Regions from separate parts of the Gossypium hirsutum genome. Here region 1 is linked to region 2. A link is a contact called in public Hi-C data. All regions are on one chromosome and are shown on one strand. Each heading gives the region's core, a stretch centred on a gene start, on an enhancer-like site or on the middle of the called end of the contact. The rest is flanking DNA. Distances are from core to core; before and after follow the strand shown.

The links. A called contact is a pair of places that touch in the nucleus more often than the background predicts.
Region 1: a Hi-C map of leaf shows a contact between it and region 2, with 4 times the contacts expected there. The contact joins two enhancer-like sites. A contact is called at or near these places in 6 of 34 Hi-C or Micro-C datasets (fibers, hypocotyl, leaf and 1 more).

What each region holds. Positions count from the first base shown.
Region 1 is chrD01:53,052,537-53,059,273 of Gossypium_hirsutum_v2.1, forward strand. No RefSeq gene overlaps it. Among protein-coding and RNA genes, the nearest start is that of LOC107916615, 19 kb to the right of the region's middle. Within about 2 kb of position 3,870, at least 9 of the 9 cell types and tissues checked have an H3K27ac peak or open chromatin away from gene starts, as enhancers often do. A contact at or near this core is called in hypocotyl and leaf, where this site is marked.
Region 2 is chrD01:53,021,420-53,028,046 of Gossypium_hirsutum_v2.1, forward strand. No RefSeq gene overlaps it. Among protein-coding and RNA genes, the nearest start is that of LOC121214162, 4.5 kb to the right of the region's middle. Within about 2 kb of position 1,617, at least 6 of the 9 cell types and tissues checked have an H3K27ac peak or open chromatin away from gene starts, as enhancers often do. A contact at or near this core is called in hypocotyl and leaf, where this site is marked.

The DNA.
Region 1 (6,737 bases), core at 2,620-5,119, 33 kb after region 2:
ATCCTCTTCGTATCATTTCAACATTAGTAAGCAAACGGTGTTTAATTGCAAGCCAAATGAACACTCTAGCCATTTGTGGTCCCTGATATTTCAACAGTAATTTCCAAACATCCTCTTTTGTATTCCATGAATCTTCCCGAAGTTTCTTGTATGCACTTTTAATTGAGAAAGAGCCAAACGTGGTCCCCCCAAATAATTCTATCCATGCCAAAATTTAGTTGAGATGCCAGAATCCCTACAATCTGTTGAATGATATCTTTAAGTAACCATAGACGGAAGAAATCTAAGTTCCAATCCCCATTTTTCATAACCATATCACTAAGGGTACAATCCATATCCAAGCTAGAATTGTAAGTTATCCTTTTGCACAAAGGCCCAACATTAGGAATCCAAGAATCCCTCCAACAATTAATACTGCGCCCATCTCCAACTGACCAGAGCAGATTCTCATATAAGAGAGGCCAAATCCTCGATAAAGATCTCTACAAGAAAGAACATCGTCCCATCGATAATTATTTTGGCAATCCACTTTGAACCCTATATTTAGACCGAATCACATTAACCCATAGAGAATAAGAAACAGTCACGAAATTAAACCCCAACTTCATCATAAAAGAAGTATTATGATCACATAAAGACCTTATACCAAGACCACCATGTGATTTAGGTTGCCATATCAAATCCCAACTTACCAAAGCTATTTTTTTTATTTCCACTAGTGGATCCCCAAATGAATTATCTAACCATAACTTTGATCTCATAACACAAACCTTTCAGCATCATCATCGATTGCATAAAGTAACTCAAAATTGATAACAAGACCGATTGAGCTAAGGTAATTCTACCTGGAAGAGAGAGTTGTCTAGCGTCCCAACTACAAAGTTTACTATGCACCTTATCAACGACAAAGCACAAAGTATTATTCGTAATCTTCTCATGAAAGAAGGGGACCCTTATATACGAACCAAGATTCTGCACCACCTGGAACCCAAAAAATCCAATAATACGCCTTTGAATATCTTCATCCACCCCTTTAGAGAAAAACATATTCGACTTTTGCAAATTAACATTATGCCCCAAAAAACCACAAAATGTGTCTAAAACTTCCTTGATAACTCGTGCCTACTTCTCCTCCGCTTGGCCAAAAAAATCAAGTCATCTGCAAAAAAAAGATAAGAAAGGGACGGACCTAATCTAAAAAATTGGATAGGCGACCATCTACCGTCTGCCATGGCCGCATTAATACCATGCCCTAGCCACTCCATACAAAGAATGAAAAGGTATGGTGAAAGTGGGCATCCTTGACGAACTCCTCTTGCCGGTTTGAATTTTTGGGATGGCACTCCATTCCAAAGCACCTGCATAGTTGAACTAGAAATAGCCGACATAATGACATTACGAAGAAAGTTAGGAATACCTATTGCCTATAGAGAAGCGTCTATGAAATCCCAACGAACGCGATCATCAGCCTTCTTGAGATCAATTTTAATGGCCATCCAACGTTTATTCTTTTGCTTACTCTTCATAGAATTTATGGCTTCTTGGACAATGATAATGTTATCATTTATATTTCTTCCTGCGATAAATCTAGCTTGTTCAGGTCCAATGATCTTCAAAAAAATCATTTTAAATCTATTAGCAATAACCTTCATTACTAGCTTGTATAAGACCGAACAAAAACTAATAGGACGAAATTGCGAGAAACATTCCAAATGTTGAACTTTAGGTATAAGGACAATAAGTGAATTATTAAGGTCTGGATCAATGTTCTCCCCAGAGAAAATTCATTTATCCCACTTACAAATTGAAGGACCAACAAGCTCCCACTGACTCTGATAGAAAATAGTTTGTAAGCTATCACTGCCTGGTGCTTTTAAAGGTGTCATATCAAAAAGGGCCTTTCTAATCTCCTCATCAGATACTGGTATACTAAGGAACTGAATCGCTTCCTGCTCAAGAGATGGGAAGGAACCACACCCAAGACTACCCGTTCTTTCTGGTTGCTCACCATAAAGGTTCTTATAAAAATTAACTGCTTCCTGCTTCAAATCATCCTCATCCATAACTTACCCCCTGCTTGATTTTTTTAGGGCAACAATAAGATTATGATTCCTTCTCTATAAAGTTTGCCTATGGAAGAATCTTGTATTACGATCCCCAAAAACTAACCAATCACACCTAGCCTTCTGCCACCACAAAAGTTCCTCATGATGCAACACTAACTCCAGCTCTTTACGGGTTTCTAGCTCAACCTGATTCAAATAAGTCAAGCTTCTTCGATCAATCGCTTTCTGAACATTTTCAAGCTTCTTCTTCAAAAGATTCTTCCAATGTGTAATGTGACCATATACCTCCTTATTCCATAATTTCACTTGATCGGTGAAAGTAGCTTGGGTAATCAACATATTCCCCAGAAAATCCTAATTTTTTTTAAAAATATCTAAAAACCCAGGATGCTCAACCCAACCAGCCAAAAAAAAACAAAAAGGTCTCCTTGTGGAAGGCTGAACTGCAGGCATAAGAGTTAATTTAAGAGGTCTATGATTCGATTTAAGCTTTTGTAACTGCATGACTCTTGATGAAGGCAACTTAATGCTCCAAGCATCATTACAAATCGCTCTATCCAGTCTCTCAAAAACTCCCCCTCTAATCCAAGTAAAGTTTCGACTACTGAACCCCAAATCTTAAAGCCCCACGGAATCCATGAAATCACTAAAGAGAGCACATCTTTTCCCAATGACCCGACCTCCTCTTTTTTCACAAGAAGAAAGAATAGCGTTGAAATCTCCAAACGCTAACCATGGAGTCCCATCCACCGGCACAATACACTTAAGAGCTTCCCATAACTGCTTCCACTTTTGACCATTAGGACTACCATACACAAAAGTGACCAAAATCAATTGCCTATAAGAATTTCCAGAAATTCTAAGTAAAATAAATTGGGAATAATTACTCAAAATATCCACAGAAATTGTATCTTTCCACCCTATTCAAATTCCACCAGAGAAACCCACAGCCTCCACACGATGCGAAAATTCAAAACCGAGCTTAGTAATAATAGAATCAGCTTTGACACCACTTACCCTTGTTTCTAAAAGGCCAATCAAATCAGGTTTATTCTCTCTATTATACTCCAAAAAAACACAAGGAAATTTCAAACTAGCACAACCTTGACAATTCCAGCAGAAAATAGTAAAATTCATACTTAAAATAAAATTTAAAAATAACAAAATTAAAAATACCACCATATTATACGAATGTGGAACCAAGGCCACCAATCTGCCCATCAGCATTGCCGCCAATCTCTTCTGCGCCAAGCCCAACTTGCGAATTGATGAGATTAGCCATAGAGCTTATAGCCTCTGTCAAAGGAATTCGAGAAATTCTAGCATTTTTTTAATCTACCTCCATTTTCCTTAAACGTACGATTAAGAGAAGCTCTACCACGACTATTACCAACTTTATTCTCAGTACCACGCCCTCTGGAAACAGAAAAAGATTTATTAGTATTAACCAAAATATTTTTCTTATTACCTTTGAATGATTTTGATACATTATTTTCATTAATAATAACAGCTAAATGAAGATTTGGGTCTAAAAGATTAGCATCTAAGTTGACCACAGTTTCACTAGGGCCTTTGAACATGTGATTATTAAGAACCAACTTAGTCCCCGCATTTTCTGAAGAACCCGACTGCATTTCCACTAATTCCTGTCCCAATATATCTTTAGGAGCAATCCCACCAAAACGTTGCTTATCCAAATTAATATTTTTTCCATTCAAAACCGTGATGTCAAGTCCAATAGGACTTAACCCTTCATACGCTAATGGACCAGCCTGCCTAGGCCTATCCTCTCCTGGCCCACCAAGCTTCTCATTCAACGGCCCGTTCATCCTTGCGTCATCTTCCTTTGATTGCGCCAAGCCTGCAGATGGAATGAGAGAAATAAAATTAGAAAAGGATAATTTATTTCTCAAGTCCTTATCATTTTGGAAAAACCCATCCGACCCCACAGGTTTTTTTCCCAACGATTTAAGACTAACAGCATCCTTATCCTGGCCTTTCTCAATAACCCCTGGCTTGCTGTTACTTAGACCCATAGTAGGCCCAACAGAAGACCTAAAACCCTCCTCAATTCCACGGTCCACACCAATAGCATAGCCCAAATCCCTTTTAGAACTAACCTTAGCTTTATTACCCCTCACCACCACAACCTCACTACCAGCTTCCTTCTCCCCCAAAAAACCCCCATTAAACCCTCCTAAATCACCGCCTAAAACATCTTCCACAATCAATGGTGAAAATCTAGACCCCAAAGTATTCTTCCCTAATTTCGCTACCCCATTAACCCGAGAATCCCTTTGGCCACCCTTGATCTCCTCTCGACCAACATCCACGGCCCGTAATCAACTCTCTTTCCTTTACCACCTCCACCGACATTATCTCCGGAGGATGCCACTGCCGCATCCACAGAGCTCCCTGAAGCCAGATTCGCCACCACCAACGGGCACAACTCCTTAACGTGACCATATTTTCCACGACAGAAGCATACCGTCGGGAGTGCCTCATACTTAACCCGTTGAACGGCACCATCAACCAAAACCTGAGAGACCAATGGTTTATCCAGATTGATGATCACTGCCAAGCGAGCAAACCGTCCTCTGGTTCTGTTGTCAGTTTGTAAATCTAATTTGACAATTTTCTCAATTGGTCCTCCAATAGCCTCAATGATTTTTCATTTGTACAGGTAGCCCGGAAGACCTAGCAATCGAATCGAAGCCATCACCACACTAGGGTAAGGCTGTGTTAGATTAAACGTTTTCGTCCATGGTTGCACAGTAAGGTATTGCCCAAATATGATCCATGGACCCTGGGTTAAGACTTTGTTATAATCTTCAGTATCCTGAAACTTAACCAAAAAATATCCATTAGATGAAAAGATTTTGCAGGTTTCCAGAGAATAAGGATATGATTGTGCAGCACGTTATAGCCAATGTTACGCCCTAACAGCTTGAGAATGACCGTCAATTCCATCTCTTTGAACAGGATGTCCTTAATGCGATCCGAGAAGGCGATTGACGGTATCCATCAGCCATGGACATATTCACATCCCCTTCCAATAATTCAAAATCACTCTCATTTTTTTCCGAAAATCCCTTCAAGATCCCCGTCAGAAGAGGCAACACCTCCCCCTAAAAGCTTGTCTTTAAAAGACATAATCGGCTGTTGATCAGAATCAACAACCATATTAGTGGCTTCCCCATCAACAGCTTCCTAGAATCTTACTTTTTTGGTATTCCGATCACCATCAGCGCGAGGATCTCTATCAGTATAGTTGCCGGAATTTTGCGTCTCCATTTCTTTCCAATGTTAACCGACCAACCTTTAACGGAAAAAACATTCTCGGTAAATCAAAATTATTTTAATGAAATGTAATATATATATATAGCATATGGTAAAGTATATGATAATATTAACAAGTTTCCAAAAATTAAGAAAAAGAATGCCTTAAAAGTTATAAAATATGGGCAAATTACCAAAAAAAAACCTTATTTTTTTAAAATTTATCGAAATGGGCCCGGTATTTTATTATTTACCGGAATGGGCCATTTTTCCAGAAATTGCGTCCACGTCAGCGCGATGTCAGGGGACGTGTCAGAACATCGCGTCCACGTTAACGCGCTTTGCTTACGTGGACACAAATTGCCCCTACGAGGACGTGATTTGCTGACGTGGATGAATAGTTTATGTTTTTTAGCTTGGAAAACTTTAAAAGGCCATAACTTTTTGCTTGGTTGTCCGATTGAGACGATTTTTTTTATTTCGAATAAATTTTCGAAATCTACGCGCTGACAAATAGCCGAAGGCGATTTGCCGTAGTTTTCGTCGAAAAAGATCCTTTTTTGCGACTAAATTTAATTTTTTCAATTTAAATTTGAATTTTGAAACATTCAAATCATTATTTTCTTTATTTATTTGAAGTAAACACCGAATTTTTTTACAGAATTGTTGTATTATTTTTTCTGATTTGACACGTGTATGGAATAGGTCCGATAAATCGTTAGAACGTAAGTAATATAATTAAGATAATAATAGTATTTCTATAATATGTCAATTAATTAGTTTAGCTTAGTTAGTTAAGATACTTGCTCTTTTCCCTTAGTACCTTGGTTCAAATCTTGTTGGTAACAATTTTGAATCTTTTTGGTACTTGTTGCTATTGATGTAATATTGAAGAGTTAATTGATTAAAAAAATAAATACAAGTACAAAAAGATTCAAATTTTATATTTTCAAAAAACCGAAAAAGCCCTACATTTTTAAAATTTATCGAAATGGGCTCAGTATTTTATTTTTTTGACCGTTGGTACTGTTCACGCGAGGGCCGAAATCGCGTCCACATCAGCGCGAGATGCTGACGTGGAAGGAAATCGCATCCTTGAGAGCGCGATTTCCTTCCACGTCAGCATCTCGCGCTGACGTGGACGCGATTTCCTGACGCGTACCCTGACATCGCACTGACGTGGACTCGATTTCCCTGAAAAAGGACCATTCCGGTAAATAATTAAAAAATGGGTCCATTTCGGTAATTTTTGAAAAAAGGACTTTTATTGGTAAATTGTCCATAAAATATTTGTAGTTTTATTGTAACATTAATTTTGGTAATAATTACGAATACATTAGGTAAAAGAATATTATAAAGTTCTAAAAATTTATTTATTCAATTACCATTATG
Region 2 (6,627 bases), core at 367-2,866:
ATGTCAACGTAGAAGACTGTCACATCTCATTAGTTAATATTTTAGCTGGAATGATAAGAAAGTTGAAACGAGTATGAAACTCAAATTTCATGGTTGTACTTTTGTGATTATATGTTTGATGCTTTGTTTGTGCTTAGCCTTGAGGCTCTAACCTAACTAGCGGCCATGAGTGGCACTCGGGACGACCCTACGGACGGCCGAGATTATTTGACTAGCGGCCATGAGTGGCGCGGAACTATCTGGATACCCGATTATTTTAGCAGTATGTGCAATCTAACAAGTTTGACAAGTTTGATATGCAAGTGATTTGGTTATGTATATTTAATGATTCATGATTTAATTATTCGATACTCATGCCATGCTTCTATGTATACATTTGATTTGCATGCTTATATTTATAAATTGCTTGAAGTATGGTAGATTTGTAGTGTACCACTGAGCCTATAAAGCTCAGCCTTCGAATTGTCATCATGTTCAAATTTGTAGACTTTTTTCGTGTCCAAGGAACATCATCGACGAGAGACTTCTAGCATCACGTATTAAGAGTACAGTACCTTATCTATTAGTTGGCATTGTATTCCTAAGGCCTTACTTGTATTTTTTTTGTAGGTCTATAACTCATTTATCATTTTTGTTATTTTGACTATTTTGATATACGATGATATTGGAGCTCCACATATTTTGTATAACTACTTTTATTATTATTTTCAGTATAATTATGTATGGTATTTTCTCTTATATAAAATGTATTTCAATGTTTTAAATTATTTGAAAATTTTGTTGGGTTGCTCCGGTGACCTGATGTAGTGCCTTAGTATGCGAGTACTCCGTATTCTGGACTAGGGTGTTACATTAATCCAACAAAAGCCTTCCCAAGTGTGGTATTAACTTGGATTCAATTTCCCAGGTTCCAAGATTTTTATATAAACGGAGAGTTCAGGATGAAATAGGGAGTTTTGTGGGCAAAGTGACAAGACTAGATTTGAAAACAAATAGCAGAACCAGAGGGAGATTCGCAAGGATGGTTGTTTATGTTGATCTAGATAGGCCTCTCATTTCGCAAGTGATGCTTAACGGAAAATTATAAATGGTGGAATTGGAAGCCTTACTGACTATTTGTTTCGCCTACGGTCAACATGGCCATGTTAAAGGTTTGTGTCCTTCAACACGGGTTGAATTGAAAGAATCCAATAACACGATTGATGAAACCATACACTGGATGAAGAAAGGCGACGAGGTGATGATGGAGGAGGCCTATGGCCCTTTGATGATTGTTGAGAAGAAGTCAAGGAGCAATCAACAGGATACTAATGGAAAGAAATTATAAATGAAGGCTAAAAATCAGGCCAGATCTAGATTTTATCCGTTGATTCAGGAAGATAATGAGATGAATTTGGAAGAATTTTTAAATAAAGCGAATTCTTGAAATCATTAAAGAATAAGGGAATTGGGTCAGTGAAGGGGGTTGAGGGTGAGAGGCCTGTTGTCGTTAACGTAGGGGATTTGGTTCATTTAATTGGGCCACAACATTTAAATAGTGGTATGGGCTTAGGAGAACAAGGGGCTGACGTGGGTCATAATGGGCTCGTGCATGAGCAGGTTGCTGGACAGAAGTCTTTAGGCCATAGGTCAGCTACTCCTTTAGTGTTTGAAGGAGAAAATTCTAATGATTTGGAGCATGTGCTTAAGCCCAATCAACGAGAATTTGTCTAAGCCGAGGCTTGGAGAGATTATTTCTATTTCAATATCAAATTTTGAATTCGCAAAAATGCAATCTGGCATTTCAAGGGATATTGGGGAATATTCTGTGCATAATAATCTTATTTTTAATAGTTTCAAGGAAACAGTGGTTAGTTTGGATATGAATTTTTTGGATCCAAATCGTCGTTCAGCTGTACTCATCAAAGAAAATAATGAATTGAATCACCCTAAAAGTAACAAAAAAATAGTTTGATTGGCACTAACAAATCTATTTTTGTTTCCAAAGGGCACGGTTCTAAAAAAAAGTGGGAGTAGCCATGGTGGAACATCCCTTAACCGTATGATTCGAGAAAGAGGAGGTCATTTCAAGAGTGCTAGAAATTCTCGTATTCCTTTTCCATAAGCAATAAACTCGATGGCAAATTTAATTAATTCGCAAGTTGTTCATGGAGCTGACATTGATGTATGAATCTCTATGGACAGAGTGGTGGCGTTGGGCCCACATCCATTTAAAAATGATGGTATCTTTACTTTATTTTTCTTTTAATTTTGTGTCTATGAATTTCACTATTTTTTGCTAAAATTGTCAAGGTTGTGCTAGCTTGAAGTTCCCTCAGTATTTTTCGAGAGTATAACAGGGAGCATAAACCAGATTTGATCAACCTTTTGGAAACAAGGGTTAGTGGTGCTAAAGCTGACTTATTATAGCTAAAATTGGTTTTCAAAATTCTTATCATGTGGAGGTAGTAGGATTCTCTGGTTTCAGTTCATAATCTAGAGAATCAATCTCAACTTATTTGTCTTAGAGTTTCTGGGAATTCTTTTAGACAACTAGTTTTGGTTACCTTTGTGTATAGGAGTCCGGATAGTCGAAAAAAGAGACAGTTAGGGGAGGATCATAATAATTATGTACCAATGGATGGCTCTCCATGATTGGCTATCGGGGATTTTAACGCCATCCTTTCTTCTTGTGAAAAGAAAAGAGGTCGGGTTATTGGGAAAAAATGCACTCTCTTTAGTGAATTCATGGATTTCATTGCCCTTCAGGATTCGATTTTTAGTGGTCTGAATTTCACTTGGAGTAGAGGAGCGATCTTTGAAAGGTTGGACAGAGTAATTTGTAATGACGCTTGGAGTATCCAGTTTCCTTTTTCTAGAGTATTTCATCTACCGAAGCTCAAATCGGATCACAGGCCACTTAAATTATCTCTCATGCCTTCCATTCAGGCTAATATTGGGAGACCCTTTCGTTTCTTAGCAGGTTGGGTTGAACATCCGACTTTCTTAGGTTTTGTCAAAGAAAATTAGAGTTTTTCAAAAAATATGTCGAGCACACATTCTTCTTTCATTGGTCAAGTCAAACTTTGGAATAAGGAAGTATATGATCACATCATTCATCATAAGCATAAGTTGATTCGGAAACTTGAAAATATCCAAAAGGTGATTGATCATGGGAGTTTGATTTATTTGAATCAAGTTAAATTAGAGACCCGAGAAGAATTAGAATCAATGTTACATCATGAGGAACTATTATGGCACCAAAAAGCAAGGTGCGATTGGCTAATTTTTGGATATTGGAATATGAAATTCTTCCACAAAATGACTTTATAGAGAAGAAAATGCAACTGTATTGATGTCTTAAAAAATCAAGCATGGGATTGGATTATGGATGAGGAAGAATTGAAACAAGAAGCAGTTAATTTTTATAAAAAACTTTATTGTCAACATCCGGGGCAGATGGGCCATCTTAATACTAGTTCTTTCCCTCCTCCTGAGCAAGGAGAGCTTCAATTCCTTAGTAAATCAGTTTCTGATGAAGAAAATAAGAAGACCTTCTATGACATGACACCCTTAAAGGCTTCGAATAGTGATGGTTTCCATGCCATTTTTCATCAAAGTCAGTGGAAGCATGTTGATCCTTTGATTTGTGAGTGGGTTAAGCAAGTTTTCGCTAAAGATAACATTGACCCGGATCTCAATAATTCCCTTATTATTCTTTTGCCTAAGGTTCAAAATCCGGAGAGTTTCTCATAGTTTCTCCCCATCAGTCTATGCTCTCTTTTATACAAATTAATAATGAAGGCCATTACCAATAAATTTAAAGTGGTGTTCCCAAATATTATCGATCTGAAGCAAGCTGGATTTGTAGTAGGGAGGAATATTAGCGACAACATCATTATAGCTCAAGAGGTTATACATTCCATGAGAAGAAAAAGAACAAATGGTGGATGGCCATTAAAATCGACCTCAAAAAAGCAATATGACTGTGTCCATCGGGATTCCATTGACGCTTCTCTTCAAGTTGTAAGCATTCCCAACTTTCTTCGTAATGTCATTATGTCAACTATTTCTAATTCCACTATGCAAGCGCTTTGGAATAGAGTGTCTACTCAGAAATGAAAATCGATAAGAAGAGTTTGTTAAGGATGCCCACTCTCGCCTTACCTTCCTATTTTATGTATGGAGTGGCTAGGACATGGTATTCGTGTAGCAATAGAAGCTGATCAATGGTCTCCCATACGATTATCTAGAACAAGTACACCTCTTTCCCATCTTTTTTTCTTTGCTAATGATTTGATCCTTTTTAGACATGCGGAGGAAAATCAGACATGAGTTATCAAAGAAGTTTTAAATAAGTTTTGTGCGTATTCTGGACATAGCGTTAATTTGTAAAAATTGAACATGTTTTTCTCTAAGGGAGTGACAGAAGATATTCAAGCAGGATTTTGGGGTTTCAGGTGGTGCAAAATCTTATTTCTTATCTAGGAGTTTCTCTCTTCCGTGATAAGTTTACAAATAATACTCTACGGTTTATAGTCAACAAGGTGCGAAGTAAACTTTGTAGCTGGGATGCTGAACAACTTTCTCTAGATGGACGAATAACATTGGCTCAGTGAGTTTTGCTTTCGATCCCAAGTTACTTCATGTAGTTGATTATGATTCCTAAAGGCTTGTGTGATGAAATTGAAGTTATGGTTAGGAAATTTATTTGGGGGTCCTCCAATAGAAGCAAAAAGATTGCTTTGGTGAGTTGGGATACGATTTGCCAACCTAAATCCCACAATGGGCTTGGTATAAGCTCATTAAGATATCATAATATGTCATTCATGATGAAGTTAGGGTTTAACTTGATGACTAATTCTTCTACTCTGCGGTTTAATGTGCTTCGTTCTAAATACGGCATTCAAAGCGGTCTGCTAGAGACCTTGTCGAGGAGTCAGAGTTCCTTTTTGTGGAGATCGCTTTTAAAGGTATGGCCTCTTATTCGAGAGAACCTACTTTGGTTTGTTGGATATGGCAAAATTATTAGTTGTTGGAGAGATCCTTGGGTTCCGAACGTTTGGCCTTTGTGTAAAAAGATTGTTCCCAATACTAATCTAGATATGGATTGTACACGTAGCAACATGGTTACGGAAAATGCGGATTGGAATCTAGATTTCTTTCATCTTTGGCTTTCTGAGTAGATCGTTCAGCAAATTATGGGTGATCCACCTCCTCAAGCTAATTCTAGTATGGATAGAATCATTTGAGGGGTACCATGTCTGGTGCTTTTTCAATTAAGAATGTGTATGGGTGTAAACGGAAAAATATATAGGATTTTTCCTATGTAATTTATCACCTTTTTACTTAAATCCGTTGTTAAAACTAAGTAATTGTTTAATAAATTAATGAAATATGTGAAAATATGAAATTAGGACATATAAATTATTAAAATGTGATTTTATGTTTTATTATATAGTTTTCATGCAATAAATGGCTTATTTTATATTAATTTAAATATATTATATTTTTAAGACATAAAGTGAGACATGCATTATTAAATTAAATAATAAAATATAAAATTATATTTAATAATTCATTTTAAAATATTTCATTAATAATTTGGGTTTTAATTAATTAATTAAATTGGATAAAATTAATTCTTTGGTCCTCTAACTTGTTGATTTATTTTGGACAAGTTTAATAGCTTTGCTGGATTACAAAACCGTCCAAATTGGAGACCAAGTCAACCTAAAATTCGGTTGCACATGGCTGTCCATAAACTACTTTTTGGTTTAATTGCACAAGGTCCTTGAAGATTTGAAGAAATTAGAGATTTACCTGAATATTTGTACTTGACCGAGTCTTAGTCCTGAGTTGTTGTGGCACTCAAATTGACTAAAAATCAAGGAAAAATCAACTCAAATTACTAAAATTATGGTCGGCCACCCATGGAAGATGCTTCAAAAGATGGAAACTCCTATTTTTAGTAAACTATCTCTCCCTCCTCACCTATAAATAAGACCCTCTCATTCCTTCATTCATCATCCCTCAAGCATCCATCAAGCATCATTCTCTCTTTTTCACTTAGCCTTTTCCATTCCCAAACCTAGCATTATCTCTTCATAGAGATTTTAGCAATTAAGCCTCTTAAAGAACCCTTGGTCGGCCACCTTGGAGAACCATCAGCAAAGGAGCAAAGCAAACAAATGAAGGAGTCTCGTTAGTCAGAGTCTTGGGCGACAGCCACTCTGAATTGGGTTTAATCTTTCTTTTCTTTAACTTAATATAAAGATGTTTGCTATGTGTTCTTTGTTCTTGTTTAAAAAAATTTTAGCTTAATTTTATTTAAGCTAGGATGATTGCTTTGATTAAATATTATTTATTTGATTCATGCTTATAATGTTTGTGCCTCAATCGATCATGTTTTCAATTAAAATCAAGTCTGTATTTCGTTCACACGTGATTTAAATGCACCTGAATTAGCTGAGCGATCCTAAACAGACGACGGCTAATGGACGCATAATTTAAATGTGCATGCTCAGTTTAGATCCTAACACGATTAAATTGTAGGTTGCATAACAACTCTAACCAAGCTCTGTTATCTACATAGTTTTTAGATTTGTGTGATTAAAGTGTTTCAAACCTTTCACGTCCCTGTTACCT